2 separate regions of the Arachis hypogaea genome follow, and region 1 is linked to region 2. A link is a contact called in public Hi-C data. All regions are on one chromosome and are shown on one strand. Each heading gives the region's core, a stretch centred on a gene start, on an enhancer-like site or on the middle of the called end of the contact. The rest is flanking DNA. Distances are from core to core; before and after follow the strand shown. Region 1 has its middle 14 kb from the start of LOC112765834. Region 2 has its middle 23 kb from the start of LOC112764509.

Region 1 (6,315 bases), core at 1,921-4,420, 630 kb after region 2:
ACTAGATTTGAACTTAACCTTCTAATCGGAATCAAGTGACCAAGAGATTGGCGGTTAATGAAGGTTAGAGGAGACTAAATCACTAAGAGATTATGGTTTAGTTAATTATAGTTTTTCATGAAATAAATCTTGCATTATTAAAATAGTTGGTAAGAAACCTTAATCCGGACAAATAATCATCTTTTGATACCTTAACTATTTCTCCTAATGATTTCTTCACCAAACTCTCTTTTTGCTTTCTTTACTCTTGTTTTATTGTTTAATGCTTTTGAAAAGCAACATAAGCAACCTTTTCTGCTTGCCTGACTAAGCCCATTAGTTGACTATTGTTGCTCAGTTCCTCAGTCCTCATGAGATCGACCCTCACTTACATGAGATATTATTTAGACGACCCGGTGTACTTGCCGGTTCAGTTGTGGACATTCTAAACCCACACTAGACACCAAGTCACATAGCACGAATAAAGAGTATACTTCGTAACCAAGCTAACTTCATAATTTGTATTACCTATTACTTTTATTTCGTCTATTATAACCCATTAGTGTTTCCGTATACACAAATCATCGGTATTGTGTTGGCCAGACCTAATACCATGGGGAATGCAACGGTCGACTAACAGCATTAATCAATAGACGGTCATGCATCTGAAACTCAAACTTTTGTCATTAGGACAAGTCCTACTATATGACAGATGCTTAGAGTATGCAGTGAAGCATAGTCAGTCCATTCCCAAGGCTCTAACAGGAACGAACTGCTCTGATACCATAATGTAACACCCTTACTATCAGAAAGTCACGCTTCCAGGTGCGCCACTCTGATAGCAGGGGTATTACAATGACTCTCATATATTTAATAATAAGGTATGAGCCTCTATGCGTAAATCTACCAATGGTTTCGCTAAACACTTAAATCTTTTCTAACAAGAACACATAACACATTTTTCACATACTTAATATTAATAATACATTATAGTATTACATACAAAAGCAATTATAAAACCTAGCCCTCTGAATAAAACTCTAACTAACAAAGTGAGGAAAAAATAAATTCTAACAACTCAACTCGTAAACATATTCTTCTATGCTCCTGTAGCTATGCATTAAACCTTCGCACCTGTAGCTGAAAGGGGTGAAAATAGGGGGTAAGAACTGGAGAGTTCTTAATAGGGTCAGGGTGTATAGTTATGTTCATTTTATTACCATAACCAACAGCAACGAGCAATAGAATACATTTAGACTTAACAAATAAAGAACACAGAAATCAAACAATCATATGGCGCACCCACAATCACAGAAAACACACTCAGAAATAAATATGTGCAAACAAGTATGATGCATGCCTGTCGTATGGCTGATGAGTCTCGTCTGTCGGTTATACAGCCAACCTGACATGTCCGGTAGCTAACTCGGGCATCATCCTCTTGAAAACTGGTGAGCGGTACAGTACCACGATCCTCACCTGGTGAGCAGTAAATTACCTCAATCCCCACCATCTCTAGGCGATAAACCACCTCAATTACAACAGACGTTTTAAATTGGAAAGCAGCACACCCGTGGGTGGTAAATAACCACAATCCTCACGTCCATTGCGAAACTGGACAAGTGGTACACCACCATGATCCTTGCTAGGTCATAGCTCAAATTCAAAACCATAATCTTTTAAAATCTTGACCCACAGCAAGTGGGACTAAACCACAACTCTTATATACTGCCCAAATTTTTTTCAAATATCAAAATCTCTTTCATTAAACTCCTTTTTCACCAAAACAAAAGTTTCAAATCAATTTCAACAATTTATTCTTTAATTCTGTTTTAAAAAAAATCCCAAAATATATAACTCTCAAGCAAATAATAATAATTCAACAATAGTTTAACATAAACTTAATCAAACTCAAATAATAATCAATCAAACCAACATTCATTTATCAGATTTACATTTAGTTATTATAAAATTATCAAACCCTACCTCCGTACGAATTGAAAATTTGTGGTGGCTAATGCTTCATTAGGTGTCATGGATAATTAATGAAAGAAAGCATGTGTTATCATTGTATATATGTTTATACACATTTCAAGCCACATTTTCAATTTCTTTCTTTTGTTTTCCCTTAATGGCTTTCTGCCAATTCTTTCTTTTCTCTTTGTTCCCTTAATGGCTTCGGCCAATAGAAAAAAGAACTAATAATAATAATAATAATAATAATAATAATAATAATAATAATAATAATAATAATAATAATAATAATAATAATAATATTATTATTATTATTATTATTATTATTATTATTATTATTATTATTATTATTTGAAATATCTTATTTTAATTAAAATTATTTAAAAATTTTAATAGATTTTAAACTTAAAGTATCATAAAATTTAATTTAATTACTTTTAAGAAAATAATTTTTTTTAAATAAAATTCTCAACAAATATAATAAATCATGAATAACTCATTAGATGTTATGGGTAATTAATGAAAGAAAGCATGTGCCATCATTGTATATATGTTTATACACATATCAAGCCACATTTTCAATTTCTTTCTTTTTTTTTTTTTTGGTGACTAACAATTTCTTTCTTTTGTTTTCCCTTAATGGCTTTCTGCCAATTCTTTCTTTTCTCTTTGTTCCCTTAATGGCTTCGGCCAATAGAAAAAAGAAATAATAATAATAATAATAATAATAATAATAATAATAATAATAATAATAAATCTTAAATCCTAAATCCTAAATCCTAAACTCTAAATTTAAAAATATTTTTTTAAAACTAATTAAATTAAATTTAAGAAAATATTATAGTTAAACCTTAAATTCTCAATAAATATAATAAATCATCAATAATTCATTATTTAATTTTTAAAAATTTGAATTATTATAGTAGGTTATGGATTACAGGAACAAATGTAGTTGAATGAGACAGCAGGCGGGTTACACGTTCCGTTGTGCCCACAAACCTGGCTGAGAAAGAATTACGAAGGGCAAAAATATGCGGATTAAAAACTAAAGCTTAGGACATACTTTTTTTTATTTAGATATATCCACTATTTACGAAAATTTTAGGTCTCTCTCCTTTATCCTTGTTCGTCCGGGTGGATCCTATCTCCTTGCTTCTTAGGGCCCAGCCCCTTTCATACCTTTTGCTAGCAGTTGAGTCTTTCACTGTTCATTTTACGCAGAGGACACCTGCTTGTACGAAATGGAGCAAGTGTCCGTTTGTTGGGCCATGTGTGGATCGCGTTGAATTGGGCCGAAGCATATTCAAAAAGATTATTTTATCAATTATAAAATAAAAAATTTGAGTAAATGGTAATTATTTCAGTGATATTGGGCCTTAGTATATTCAATTTGTCAAAAAGCCATTTTATCCATTACGTGTAAAATAAAAAATTTGAATGAATGGTAAAAGCATAAAAGCTAACTTTTTTACTTTTAGATACCAAATTGTTTACAAAATCTTTTGGGGGCCATGACCCACCATTAAACAAAGCACCGCCAAACAATGTATGGGTGGTGAACTTATTTCTATTGTTTCTTGCTTCGGAAGACAATATAATTGATATCTTGATGTATCATTTATCACTGATATTATAATTGTCATTTAATTCCCTTTTTATCCTAACCAAGTTGACAAATTAGTAACACGTTTATTCTCTTAGGAAGTAGTTCAAACCAAATTAACCTAACGAACAAGATATTCTAACGTGAAAAAATTGATAAAATAAAAAATTAATCATTTTTAAATTACAATTTTATAAAAAATTATAAAATTAATATTGATTAATTTTTTATTTTACTAACTTTTTTATTTTACTAAGAAATGGGATTTTGGCTATTTAATTTTACATATTGCTCATTATTAATTATAATGAGTAAATATTCAAAATAAGCTCTGGAATTTGTATAGCACCTTAAATTGTTTTATAAAATTTCAAATGATTCGCTATATTGGGTATGTCTAAAACGAGCTCAACAATTGTGTGCTTATTGAATGAGTCACACTTATATAGGCTATTAGATTTTATTAGATGAAAATCAAAAGCTAATATAAAAGAAGAGTATTGATAGACTCTAATAAATATAGAATATCCTAGTACATAAATAAATGCTTTAAATGCCAATACTTTAATACACAATACTTTAAACGACAACAAAATCTTTTATTTTTAAATAATTAAATATAAAATATATAAATATAAAATATATGAGTAGTTTTATTTAATAAAATTAATTATTGTGTAAAACTTTTTTATAATATTAAAAAATTATATTAAAATAATATTTTAAACTAACATAAAAATATAAAATATTAAAATTTTATTTTATATTACTTGATAAATAATTATATTATTATATTCAAAATTTATGTAACACCCAAATTTTTGCAAACTAAATAATGATTTATTTATGACTCATTATCTTTGTTTAGGACTTTATTTTCAGAAAATATTTTTATTAATAGTAATTAAATTAAATTTTATGATATTTTGAGTTTAAAAATTTATTAGGACCCTTATATATAATATTCATAATTATTAGATATTTTTTTATTTAATATTTAAAAGTTTTAATAATTTAAAAATAATAAAAATTTGATTATCTATTTTGAATACTTGAGATTTGAAATTTAATGCTTTAATCTTATGAACTAAAAAGAATTTAATTGAATTATCTCTAATTTAATGTTAAAGTACGTATTAGAAACTAATTAGCAAGTTAATAAATAAATAATATTTTTATAATAATTTTATTAAAATATATTTAGTTTTTAATTACTACACTACTATCTAATTTTATTAAAATCTCTAAAATATCCTTACTCCTTTTGATTTTTACCTAACCCTAATTTTAAATACATACTCACTTTCATTTCTTACACATCTACACTAACACTTCTCACTCACTTAGTTACTCTCACTCTCTTTCAATCTGGAACCATAAGAAAAGAAAGAAAGGAGAGAAAAAGAAACTGAGAAAGAGGAGGAAACGGAAGAAGATGGGAAGAAGAAAAGAGAGGAGGGAAGAGGGAGACCGCACGACAAGGCTTGGTCCTGCTGCCGCCATTGACATCGTCGTCGTGTCGTTGTCACAGAGAGAGAACAAGACCAGCGACAAGAAGAATGGAGCTGTACCGCTGTCACCGCCGAACAACTGCCACCGTCATAGCTCGCCATTGAGGTTGCTAGAGCCCCTGCCTGCCTGCTTCGCCGGGGGCTGAACCCTGCCTCTTTGCTGTTCATCAAAGCTTGTGGTGCTGCTACGGGAGTCACTGCTAGAGGAGAGGAATTGCCACCACCGCTGTTCTGTTGTGTCCTTTACCGTCGACGCTGGAAAGGATCACCGGAGCTGCTCATGCTATCCATCCCCTTGTTTTCTTTGGTAAAACTAATCTTGTTCTGCATTGTCTTGCCATAAAGCTCTATTATTGACTGTGTCCTATCTTGATTTCCTTTCTGCCTTTGTTCAGTTTTAAACCACCGTAGGTTATGGGATTCGCTGCCATTGTTACTATAGTTGCCCCCATGTTGTTGCTACTAGGGCTGCTAGTGATGATGCTGTCATTGCTCCATTGATTCGTGTGTATATTGGTAGGCATGAAGCTTATGTTGTTGCAGCCGCAACTTTCTGCTGCCCCGTCCAAATTTCGTGCTTTCATTCCATGTTGCTTCAATCTTCCTCACCTTTTATCTTGGCACTTTGGGTTTGGTCTTTTCGGTCCCTTGAGACCAATTCGTGAGTAGGCTTTACATTTATAATTATTTGGCTTTACATCTATAATTATTTTGATATGTGCTGCTTGAATTGATGACTATACTTACAAATTAACAACAAAGATTTGAATTTGATTTTAATAATGGATTTATTAGAACTAAATATTTATATTTGTGAAATTAATATCTTCAATCTGACATGAGACTGTATACATATTTGATGAAGTTTTGTATTATTTTAGAATATTCGATTTTATTTGAATATGTGTTTCTGGAACATTGAAGTATTTTTTATGCTCACTTATATACTCTGAATTTGTAAAGTATATTGGACATTTCATATGATTGAAAAGAATTTTGATGAGAAAGTATTATTTGCTTTGATTTGATACGGTATATATTTGAAAGATTAAAGATTGGTTGTATTTAAATTATAAGTTTGAATTGGTTTGGGAGGCTCGTATTAGAAAACCGTAGTTAACGGCGGTTATGACGTTAACCTAGATGCATCTGACTCAGACCTCAGCTAGCAGGGGTGTTGTTAGCCTAACGTGTAGGCCACACGTTGGATCTGTTATTCCGTACGGACACACTAGAGGAAAGGGCTAC
Region 2 (6,395 bases), core at 3,273-5,772:
TGCCTTACGACAGCATCCATGTCCATTTTGGTGAACGGAACACCAACCATTCCATTTAAGCTACGTAGGGGCTTACGTCAGGGTGATCCATTATCCCCATTCTTATTTGTTCTAGTTGGTCAAGTGTTGAATAGTATGCTTGAAAGGTTGTCTGAAATTGGGATAAAACCGTTGGAGATAGGTAGAGACAAGATACAAATCTCATACTTACAGTTAGCAGACGACACAATCTTGTTTTGTCCTTGTGACGTTGAGTCTGTGACGAACTATAAGAGGATCTTACAGGGCTTTGAGATTATGTCTGGTCTAAAGATCAATTATGACAAATCTGTGGTCATTGGCTTAAACTGTGGAGAGGAGACAATTGATGAAGCGTGTGGTATCTTGGAGTGCAACAAAGCTAAACTTCCGATCCGGTATTTGGGGATTCCCCTAGGAGCAAATCCAAAACGTGTGAAGACATGGGATCCTATTATAAAGAAGGTAGAGGAAAGACTTAAGGGTTGGGAAGGAAAGTCTTTAACAAAGGCAGGTAAACTAGTCCTTATAAAGGCTGTCCTAAATAGCCTTCCTATGTATTACCTTAGCATGTTCAAAATTCCTAAGGCTGTTGCTGCGAAGATTGTTTCTCTACAGTCGAGATTTTTTTGGGGTAAGGCAGATGGTGGAAAGGGTATGCCAACGGTAAAGTGGAGTGTTGTACAAAAACCAAAAAATCAAGGAGGTTTGGGGGTTGGAGACATATCTTTGAAGAATACTGCTCTATTGTTTAAGTGGTGGTGGAGGTTCAATAAGGAGGAATGTCCGCTTTGGAAGAAAGTAGTTTGCTCTTGCAATAACCTTGATGGTGGTGTGTCTTTTGAAAATCAAAATTTGAAGAGAACTGGGGGTGTATGGGCTGACATTGGCAACATACGTAGGAGTGAGAGTAGTCTTGTGGGTATATATCAAGAGGGACTTCAATTGCAAGTGGGTAACGGAACTAAAACCAAATTCTGGCACGACCTTTGGGTACAGGAAGGTAGATTGAAAGAGGTATTCCCGAGTCTTTACAGAGTGACGCTGAACAAGGAGTGCTCAATCAGTGAGTGTGGCATTTGGGATGGTTATATTTGGAGATGGAGCCTACAATGGAGAAGAGCTTTATGGGAATGGGAGGAACAAGACCTTGTAAAGCTTCTTGTAATTTTGTCAAAAATCGGAATTAGACAAGAAGAGGTGGACACTTTGAAATGGAAGCATGACAAGCAAGGTAATTTTTCTGTTAAATCTTTTTTAGATGTGGTTTATAAGAATAAGGAGATAGGAGTGGAACCCAATATGTATAATTTCACGAAACAATTGTGGAAAAGTATTGTGCCTCCACGGGTTGAGTTGCTGATGTGGTTTGTAATTTTGGAAAGATTGAATACTAGAGATAGATTATGTAAGTTTAAGATTGTTCTAGAAGCGGAGTCCTGTTTTGTCTTATGTAAGGATAGGTTGGAGATGGTACATCATTTATTTTTTTCATGTGATCACATATGGAAGTTATGGGGATCAATCTTGGTGGATTGGAGTGTGATTTGGGTTTGGCCAGGAACCACCAAAGAATGCTTTGAGGTGTGGATGGATAGAAAAATAAGGAAAGATATGAAGGAAGTATGGATGGTGTTATTTTTCTCTGTAATATGGTGCACATGGAAATGTAGAAATAACATTGTCTTTAATAATGGAGTGTTGGTATTAGAGAAGTTAAAGGAGGAAGTTGTCGAATGCACAAATCGATGGTGTCAAGATCGACAATTTAGGAGTATTTGATGTACTTATGAGTACAAATATCAAGTTTAAGGGGAATTAGAAGACATATGAAGTTGATTTTTGATGCATGATTTTCTGATCTATGGAAAAGGCAAATAAGTTTGCAGAGTAAAAGTTGGAAGGAGTATGATCATGATTTGATGTTGTATATTTGAGCAGGTTCATTTTGAAGGTCTTGAGAGGAGCTAAAATCATCATATTCTTTTGCTTCCTGTTTGCTGTTTAATGCTAGTTTTTATATTTTCTTTGTAATTGTTGCCCTGTTTTTGTTGCTGTTTTTTGGAACTACGCCAACTTTATTTGGAGTTGGGTGAAGATGTAATTATCTAAAAAAAAGTAACTAATAAGCTATATATATAATTATACTTGATTACCTAACTCTAAAATCTACCACTAATTGGTTTAACTAATATACAGCTCTCATATTTATATAATAGATTTAATAAATTTGTAATAAACTTTTAATATAAGAAGTAAAAATACTTTATACACCAACACAGTGCAACGTGAGAAACAAGATTGAGGTACATTATGAGAAGATTCAATAGCAGCTAGGATTAGGAATATTATCTTTGTTTTAAAGTATGGAGAGTGGAACTTACCAAAAAGAAAAAAAAAAGTATGGAGAGTGGGGCTTCATGGATGGGCAGGTTACCATATATATATTCCTTGTACCGGCAATATTGTTTGAATTAGACGGTGTTTGAGATTCACATCACTTTTCCTTTCCAAGACAGAACAAGAAGTTTGGTCTTGTGAAAGATGTAGTTGGTCTGAACTTTTATAGTCATTAATTATCTCAATTTTTTGTAAGATAGATATGTGGCGTGCTTCAAAAATTGTACCTAAAGTCTCCATTGGCATGTTTAGTGAGTGCCTAAGGAATCGAATAAAAACCCTAATAAGATTATGAAAGGTAATATGAGCGTAGACACAAAAGTGAAGCAAGTCATCTCATCACTTATCAGTTATCACATGCGGTACTCTGTTCTCTTTTGATTCTCCATCACTTTCACTTTATTAATTTTCTTTGTTAAGCTGGTAATTTGGTGGCCACAAGTAGTGAATTGTGTACTTTAGAGAAAAAGGTATTCTGTACACCATTTTGTACATTTACGTAGTTGATTAGTAGAAAAGATTATATGGCATATCAATGTTTTTTTTTTTTTTTTAATCTTTGTATTATTTAAGGTGATTATGGATTTATGGTGGTTATTTACATAAAAAAGTTATTTGGGCAATAACACACTAGTTTTAATGACGTGACAACAAATTAGATGGGAGTGGATCATCTCCAGTGAGAAAAAAACTGGATGGTATACAGTGTTCAATCTAACCATTCATTACTCTCTCTCTTATTTATTTCTGGTCCCACTCATAGAATCAAATGTGATAGATCACACTGTATTTTATCAATTGTTAAAAAAACTGGAGATGTATGAGTAATGCATGGAATAACTTAAATTTGAAGTGAACTTTTTTATTACATAATTTAATCATAATTTATTAATTATTAGAGAAAAAAAAAGTTAAAGTTCTTATATTTATTACATTCAAATAGTTTTATAACTTTTAATTCTAATAAATACTCTTTATATGACTATTTCCAAATGTAGTTTATTTTTCTGCTTTTATTTCTTGTTTTTTATTTATGTATATATTATTTTGAAAGAGTACTACGCTTAAAATTGAAACAAAAGATAATTTTAATAGAATTAAGATATACTTAACTTTAATGGAAATGGTAAATTGATTTTGAAACTTACAAAATCATGCTTTTTAATTTTATATATATATATATATATATATATATATATAATATAAAAGCAAGCATACTTTTAATAAATTGTGGTCGAATTCATATATCATGTACAAATATGGTAGAACTAGGATGGTGCAGAAATACAAAGTTACAAATAGCTTAACCACATACTACAACTACCGGTGGAGATAAGGTTCTTAATCGAGCTAGGATATACTTAAGAAAGTAAAGTGTATTCCTAATATGGAATAAGACTCAATGTTCCAAAATTTTTTTAAAAAATAAACATTCAATCCCAGACAAATTTTTATTTTTTAAAAATTTTTGAAAATTAATTTTATTGAATAGATTGGTTTTTTTCTGCCGTTTTGAAGAGCAAATAATTTGTCTTAGAGTGGTATTTTTTGAAAATTTAATTGTTTTATAATAAATTTTTTGAAAATTTTTTTTTATCCAATATGTACATTAAAAAATTAATTGAAAGTGACAAAGAAACTAATTTGTCTTACGAGAATAATTTTTAAAGATTTTTTGAGAATAAAAATTTGCCGAGGATTAAAATACCCGATCTGAATTTTTTGAGTATGAATTTAAATATTTACTCTTTTAAAAATGTTCAATGCAATTTGATTAATAAGTTTTATAACTCTAAACCACATTGGTCCCTTAGTCACTAATTCAATTAACAAAATGGCTAGCTGATACGACACACTAAAAAGTGAGTTAGTGAGACTCAATTTGGTTCCTCAATAGACTAAATTAATCCCAAGTCCACAAATAAAATAAAATAAAAAAAAACTAAATTAATCCATCAACAAATTGAATCTCACAAATTTAGTTTATCTCATTTTTTTTGGTCGTGGAGTTCATCTCAATTTAGATGTGATCGTATTTTAGTGCAATGGTTCATGGGTATCCGTTTGTTTATTTTTTATTTTTTGGGTCTTGGGTTTTTAAAAAGACTGTTGGGCCTCGCCCATTTAATAGGCATGCTTTATTGCTGGTTACTTACTCTCTGCCTTTGATATGTTCTATTAAGTTACAAGTTCGAAAAAAAATTGAATTGGTCATTGAACCTCTTTAGCTATTGATTCATTAGTTTATTGATTCAATCAATTTAATTATAGTTTAGTTAGAATAACTATTTTATAATAAAATAATAAATAAATACACTAAAATATAATTATAATCTAATATAAACTTTAAAATGTCATCTAAATAAAAATATTACATCATCCGTAATATTATAATCTCATGTAAATACAAACTCAATAATTAAATATCACAATCACAAGATCAAAAATAGCACTGCAATAACAGTAATTTATCAAATTAACAAATTCGAGAACATGAACTCAAATCAAAATAATTATTCAAATTAATAATTAGGCAAAAATATAACAACCTAACAATCACATAGCATCTCAACAATAATTTATCAAATTACTAAATTAACAAGATCAAGAACATGAACTTAGATCAGAATAATTGTTCAAATAAACAATTAGACAAAAATACAACAACGTAATAATCACAGGGTCAAAAAACAACACCTCAAGAATAATTTATCAAATTACCAAATTAATAATATCAATAACATGAACTTAAATCAGGATCACAACAATTAAAATAGCTAAAACCAAAAAAGAACAGCAACCTAAATACAAGTTTGTTTTTTCCCAAATATTAGAATAAGCTTGTGGTTGACTATCATTGGAATCAAGAGGATGAGAAGCTTCATTTGAACTAAGAGGATTATAGGCCAAATTTTTTGGATGCATTATTGTAACACCCTACTATACAGAGCTTTACATCTAGGACGTAAATCAGAGGTGGCGAGGCGCTACGACCTCTAAAAGTAAAAATACATAATATAATATAACCGAAGGAAATTGTAACTAGGAGCCTTGAAAGATAAGGTAATAAAAAACGAAACAGAAATCGCATCACTCACGATCGGATCAATGCATAAAGGTAGATAAGGTCAAACGGAAAAGGATAATACATATATATAAGATTAGAGTTTCAAAGATACAATTAACAAGCTCTTGGCTCGACCTGTGAAGCAAAGGCTGACGAGAGTATACATATACATATACATATATGTAACCCCAAAGAGTAATCCCAACACACAAGCTACAAACCTGTTTCTCCAAGTCAACCTCTAGGAGGGACAAAATGCAAAATATACATAGCGGATAATCTATATACATATATACATCAGCAAAATACAAACCCTAAAATCCAAAATAGTTCTTCACTTCCAAAGAGTCTTTAGAAAGCTCAAAGAGGTGCCTCTCAACCTGCATCTGAAAAATAACAACACGTATGGAATGAGAACTAGAGGTTATCAGCATGGTAAAGGTGCCCACATAGATAATATATAAGGTCCCAAGAAAGCCAGAGGCGATTCTAGAACTTTGATACTCAGATTTAAAACTGGAAACCATAAACAGGGTAGTTTGTCTAAGGCTCTTAACCCTAACTCAATTCTAACTTAATTCTAACTTATTCCCTTAGCATCTCGTCTTCTTTCAATCCCCCAAAACTCTGGTGGAACTGCTCTTGTTACTCCTCTGCCAAACGAGGGGCCTCTCAGTTGCACAAACATACAATGCAGAGAAAGAAATCACAAAAAGGATGCAGTTACAGCAAGAAAATCATATAGCAAGTAAGCATAGATATTCAAATAGGCAAACCAAGTAATGCAAACTCAAACAAGACAAACAAATGCATATGATGTATGCCTTTTCTACTGGCCGTGAGTTCACGTGTCAGACACACTCGGTAGCTAACCCGGATATCGTCTCTCTGACTTGCTCCACACTCTTGG

The links. Hi-C and Micro-C count contacts between places; a contact is called where the count stands out from the background.
Region 1: a Hi-C map of leaf shows a contact between it and region 2, with 3 times the contacts expected there. The contact joins two enhancer-like sites. A contact is called at or near these places in 2 of 8 Hi-C or Micro-C datasets (both in leaf).

What each region holds. Positions count from the first base shown.
Region 1 is chr17:43,492,006-43,498,320 of arahy.Tifrunner.gnm2.J5K5, forward strand. No RefSeq gene overlaps it. Among protein-coding and RNA genes, the nearest start is that of LOC112765834, 14 kb to the right of the region's middle. Within about 2 kb of position 3,171, at least 1 of the 3 cell types and tissues checked has open chromatin away from gene starts, as enhancers often do.
Region 2 is chr17:42,857,564-42,863,958 of arahy.Tifrunner.gnm2.J5K5, forward strand. No RefSeq gene overlaps it. Among protein-coding and RNA genes, the nearest start is that of LOC112764509, 23 kb to the left of the region's middle. Within about 2 kb of position 4,523, at least 1 of the 3 cell types and tissues checked has open chromatin away from gene starts, as enhancers often do.